Regions from separate parts of the Pan troglodytes genome. Here region 2 is linked to region 1. Evidence: chromatin contacts called from public Hi-C data. All regions are on one chromosome and are shown on one strand. Each heading gives the region's core, a stretch centred on a gene start, on an enhancer-like site or on the middle of the called end of the contact. The rest is flanking DNA. Distances are from core to core; before and after follow the strand shown.

Region 1 (2,617 bases), core at 48-2,547:
TCGGCCAAGGAGAAGCTGACATTCCTGGAGACGGCAGGGGCAGTGTCGATAAGACCCATCCCTGCGGCCCACCTGGAACCTGGCACTGAGACCCCTGTGCCTCCAGAGGGGCCTGGCGCAGGCAGGCTGGGGCTGAGCAGGTGCCTCCCTGGGCCACCTAACTGCTACACGGAGCTCCCACCTCACCTACGGCAAACAGGGCTCAGAAGGGCTGCCACGCGCCCAGCTGGAACTGAGCCTTGCAGATGCCCAGGGCCAGCCCCCCATCTGCAGCCCACCCCATGGATCCTCCCACCTCCCAGTCCTAGTGCCCACGGGATCTACAATCTCCTGGGAACGCCACAGATGCCCGAGGGCAGAGGGCAGACAGGGCAGCACAGACTCGCCTCTGTAAAGGGGGAATGGGCCCGACCATTGTCAGGGGACAGGTGCTGGAAACCCACGGACCTGCAAGACGGCCGGGGTGGCAGGGCGATGGGAGACGGTAGGAAGGATCTGCCAGGCACATCCCTGGTCCCTACCCCTCGGAAGCTTGGAGAAGCTGCCAGCCCAGAGGCCCAGCGCCCACTCACTCTGAGAACTCCCCGCAGATCCAGGCTGCAGCGTACAGCACCTCACAGATCCCGTTCCGCTGGGTGCTGCTGGCCAGCAGGTGTGCACTGTCAAGCAGCGCAGACATCTGGGACACGGCGAACTTGCGGATGGCCTTCACGCGGATGGCCACGTCCAGCATTTGGGCGGCGATGAGGTGGCCGTGCCGTGTGCCCTCCAGCCGGGTCAGCTCCACCAGGATGCTGATGTACCTGTGGGGCAGAGGCGGTGAGTGAGTGGCGCCACAGAACCCCCGGCCACACCCCTGGGAGCGGGACGCACCACTCGAAGTTGGTGATGTACTGGTAGTTGGACTGGCTGCAGATGTCAATGATCTTGGTGAGCAGCTCGTCACGATAGGTGGTGCCCTCTGCCTTGTCTACGTGGGTCATCAGCTTCTTCACAATCTCCATCAGGTTCTTCTTGGACACCTGGGCAAAAGCGTACAGACAGTGGTGAGAGCGGACCCAGCCTGGGGCCTGCTTGGTGAGACACCCAACACCTGCTCCTGAGACAGAATCCACGGGACACAGGCGGACCCGGATTCACAGATCGATGCCAGGGAGGCAGCAGGCCCCTGCGATGTGGGCTGGGTTAGAGGCACACGACCCCAGCCAGGGAGCAACAACTGGCCCAGCACAGTCTGTTCTGCGGGCTTGGCCCCGCCCCCTCCACACAGGCCCTGGAAGACAGGCATGGGCTTGGCCCCGCCCCCTCCACACAGGCCCTGGAAGACAGGCATGGACCAGGACTGGCGCCCCTCTGCCCTGCCCCACCACACTAACTGATGGCCGAGTGTGAGGGGACTCCATGCATTCCACGTGGCTCTGCACCTGACACTTAATGTCCCTTAGAGAACTAAGGCCAGGCGGGCGGGCGGCGGACAGAGGGCACGCACCATCCCATAGAGCAGGTCCAGGGCCCGCAGCCGGATGGACTCGTCCTTGTCGTCCAGGCACTGCAGGATGAGGTCCTTGTGGGACTGCACGGACTTGGGGTGGGTCTTCAGGATCTTGGACATTGCCAGCAGCCCCAGGTACTTCACTGCAGAGAGAGGCCAGAGCCAGGTCAATGGGACGGACACAGGCAGCAGGGTGCAGGCAGGGCCCAAGGCTCTCCGGGCCGGGTCTCCACCTCGGGAGGCTGCCTGGCCTTGGCAACCTGGGGGTGGACAGAGCAAGTATCCCAGCTGGAGCTCACCACGAGGGATGTCGCCCTAGCAGAGCCCTCTCCCTGGGAGCCGGGGTGCAGGCTGCCCCCATGCCGGCTCCCTCAGGAAGGCCTCCCCTACCTACTACCACCTTGTAGTAGCTGCTGTCAGCTCTCCTCTTCCCACCCAGCCAGTGCAGGGAAGAACGCAGAGAAGACTTTCCAGCAGCAGCAGACACCCTCGGCCCAAGGCAGGGTCTCACCTGTACCCAGTACTCACTGTTCACCCGATTAGCCCAAACCAGCTCACGGACAGCTAAGGGTGGCTGGGCATGAGGCACAGATGCCACAACCTAAGCCAGGGCCACCCCAGCCACAGGGCACACAGCTGAACCCATTCACATACCGCCATCCACGGTGGCTTTCAGGCCACGGGGCAGCACTGAGCAGAGACAGACACTGTGAGGTCCACGGAGAAAACGCAGTAGTCCCCACCTACCCGTGGGGGATGGGCCCATGACCCCAGTGGAAGGCTGACACGGCGGGCGGTACTGAGACCCGCGTGTGGGTGTTTTTCTGACACGTCTGTGCTTATGGCGAAGTTCAGAGTGTACATTAGGCACAGTAAGAAATGAACAACTAATAGTAACTAAGAACAGAACAACCATAAAACACAGTCACAAAAGGTATGTGATCGCGGTCTCTCTTGCAATACCCGACTGCGGGGTGCTTGCCTATTTTTGGACTGTGTTGGGGGTACCTGAAACCTCAGATAAGGGGGGCCACTCCACTATCTGGGCTGTTGCAGGCGAGTTTGCCAACTCCTGCTCTCAACAAAAAGACCTGGCTTCAAAATGAGCGTCCAAAACACCGCCCA
Region 2 (2,617 bases), core at 57-2,556, 78 kb after region 1:
TCAGGACTTGGGATTTGAGTCATTTCCTGGGTGGCTTGTCCACGGGGAATGAGGGATGTTCAGAGGGTCTGTCAGGTGTGGAGAGGGAGGAGACGGGTGTGGGGGGTGGCCCAGCACCTGCAGAGGCTCAGGATGGCTCGCCTGCGCACCTCCCATCCCGTCTCCTCCCCTCCTGGGGGCTTCCCCCGGCCTTGGAGAGTGGAGGATGTGCAGCTGCTCGTGGCCGGGGCGGGTGGCCCTGCCCTCTGGATCTGCGTCTGGGTGGATGAGTGGCCCTGTCCTCCGGGCCTGGGGGGGTGTCCCTGTCTCTCTGGGACTGAGTGGGTGGGCCACCCTGTTGCTTGGGGCAGCGGCTTGCTTGTGTTACCCTCTCTGCTCAGGGACTCCCTCCCCATCCTGAGAGACACTGGGTGGGGCACCAGGCCTGTGGCTGTTGTGTGAAAAGGAGTGTTGCTGGTCCTCCCTCGGCTCTTGGGGTGCTGGTGTGGGCTTCTGCTGTGACCCAGGTGCCCTCACCCCCAACTAGTCCAGCCCCCAGCATGAATCCCCTTCCTGTCTCTGGATGGGCCTGTCCTGGACATTTCACAGAAACAGGATCAGACACTGCGTGGCCTTCTGTGTCTGGCGTCTCTCACTGAGCGTGGCGTCCTCAAGGTGCATCCGCGCTGTGGCCTGGGTTGGAGCCTGGCTCCTGTTCTCATTGGGGTCCTGCTTCCATGTGTGCACGGCCTCGCTGTGCTGTGTTGATCTTTCATCTGCTGATGGACACTTGGCTGCTTCCACCTTTTGGCTGTGATGAGTTGTGTTGGCTTTTGGAGGCATTTGTGTCCGGGCTTTTGTGTGGACATGTTTTTATTTCTCCTGGGAATGGAGGTGGTAGTGTTTTTGAAGGATTTGAAAGGCGGTGTCTTGGTTGTCCAGATGCTACCGTGTTGGACAGCTAGGTTAATAAGAGGTGTTTTCTCCTGGACAGTGCCAGGTCTTGAGGTCTGGAGGTGGACTGGCGTCGGGCTGCAGCTGGCCTTGCTGTGAGTGTGGCGTGGGGCTGTGGGGACAGCGCTGCTGTTAGCAGGCCGTCAGCGGTGCTCAGGGCAGACGCCCCCAGGGACTGGCGGCTCAGCTTCCCTGTGTGCGTGTTTCTTGTGGTTGGTGAGGGAGGGACAGAGCTCGGCGCTAGGCTTTCTCAGCCTGGCCGAGTGTCGCTGCCTGCCACGGAGGGTGCCCCCCAGCGCCCCGTGGCCTCCCTCAGGCCCTGCCTGGAGCCCAGCATGGTGGGGGCTGCAGGCCCTGCCTCAGGGCGCCCCTGCTGGCCGCCTCTGGTCCTGAGAGTGGCTGCAGCCCCTGATTTTGAGCTTACATTTCTAGGAGACTGCAGCGTGGCTTGCAGGTGTGTGTTGGTGTGACCACAGTCCCCTTGGCTGGGCCTGGCCTCCCCAAGCGGATGCTGGAGCACGAGGACCTGTCCCGGCTTCTCAGGAGGTCCTGCCCGTTCTCTGCGCATCCCTCTCACGGACCCTTCTGCCTGCAGCTCCCAGGGCTGCAGCCGGTGGGGCCTGGGCCTCCTCCTGCTCCTTCACTGCAAGCGGAGCTGTGTTCATTCCATTCTTTCTTCACAGGGGCTGGGCGGGCTGGGGGTGCCAGGGAGGCCGGGGGTCCGCGCTCACACCTGTTTTCTCTTTCAGTTGGAGAGAGGCGATTTCCTCTCAGAAGAGTGGAGGGAGCGAATCGCCAACACGAGGTATGGCCAGCGTGGGGCATGCAGGGCACGTGGGGTGTGTGCTCACAGGCGGGCGGTGGCCATGGGACCGGGGACCGGGGACCGGGAGCGGCCCCTCGCTCCTGTGCTGGCTGTGGCAGGAAAGAGGCCGGTGGGGACAGGAAGGGCGCCTTTCCCTCACGCTGGGTCTCCCTGTGCGGGCGCGCAGAGCAGACATGCCCAGCAGAGCTCCTGTCGGCCCTGCAGACCCTGCTGGCAGTGAGCCCGTTCCTGCTGCCTGTCCCCTTGACTTTGGGACACTGTGGGCCCCTCTCGCCTGGGTTCCTGGGCCTCCTCCCCGCTCAGGCTTGGTCTGGGGGTCTTCCTGTCTCCATCCATCCCTTCTGGAGTGGCTGCACCCACACAACGCAATGAGGGCTGCTCGAGGGAGCGGCCCCTCCTGGTCCCAAAAGCCACCTCTGCACTGCCTGGGCTTGCCCCTCCGCGCCACCTTGCACCCAGGCCTGGGAGCTCAGGGCACTGTCCAGGTCCGTCCCCACCGCCACCTGTTTGTCCTGGTGGCCATGGGCTCTGTATGGTTGGGCTGGGCCCCCGTGCTTTCCACTGCCCAGCCTGGGTGTGGCCACAGCACTCCAGCGTGTGCCAGGGACCCTGGAGGCCCAAGGCGCTTGTGAGGGCAGCCGGGGAGGTGGGGTCAGCAGCCGGCTGGGCCCTGCTCCCCCAGTCCTGCCATCCTCCCTGCTCCCCTCATCCTCCCAGCACTCTTTGTCCTCCCTGTGCCCCTCGTCCTCCCCACACCCCTCATCCTCCCTCATTCCTCCTCCCTCACTCCTCCTCCTCCCTCACTCCTCCTCCTCCCTCACTCCTCCTCCTCCCTCACTCCTCCTCCTCCCTCACTCC

Evidence for each region. Hi-C and Micro-C count contacts between places; a contact is called where the count stands out from the background.
Region 2: a contact with region 1 is called in a Hi-C map of induced pluripotent stem cells, with 2.0 times the contacts expected there. The contact joins two enhancer-like sites.

What each region holds. Positions count from the first base shown.
Region 1 is chr20:4,423,869-4,426,485 of NHGRI_mPanTro3-v2.0_pri, forward strand. It overlaps AP3D1 (adaptor related protein complex 3 subunit delta 1), which reads right to left. Exons shown (of 32, transcript XM_054673482.1): 12 at 1,490-1,635; 13 at 874-1,022; 14 at 573-803. Among named protein-coding and RNA genes, the nearest start is that of IZUMO4, 25 kb to the left of the region's middle. Within about 2 kb of position 1,298, at least 1 of the 24 cell types and tissues checked has an H3K27ac peak or open chromatin away from gene starts, as enhancers often do. A contact at or near this core is called in induced pluripotent stem cells, where this site is marked.
Region 2 is chr20:4,502,340-4,504,956 of NHGRI_mPanTro3-v2.0_pri, forward strand. DOT1L (DOT1 like histone lysine methyltransferase) reads left to right here. Exons shown (of 29, transcript XM_063800991.1): 8 at 1,683-1,738. Among named protein-coding and RNA genes, the nearest start is that of MIR1227, 35 kb to the right of the region's middle. Within about 2 kb of position 1,307, at least 5 of the 24 cell types and tissues checked have an H3K27ac peak or open chromatin away from gene starts, as enhancers often do. A contact at or near this core is called in induced pluripotent stem cells, where this site is marked.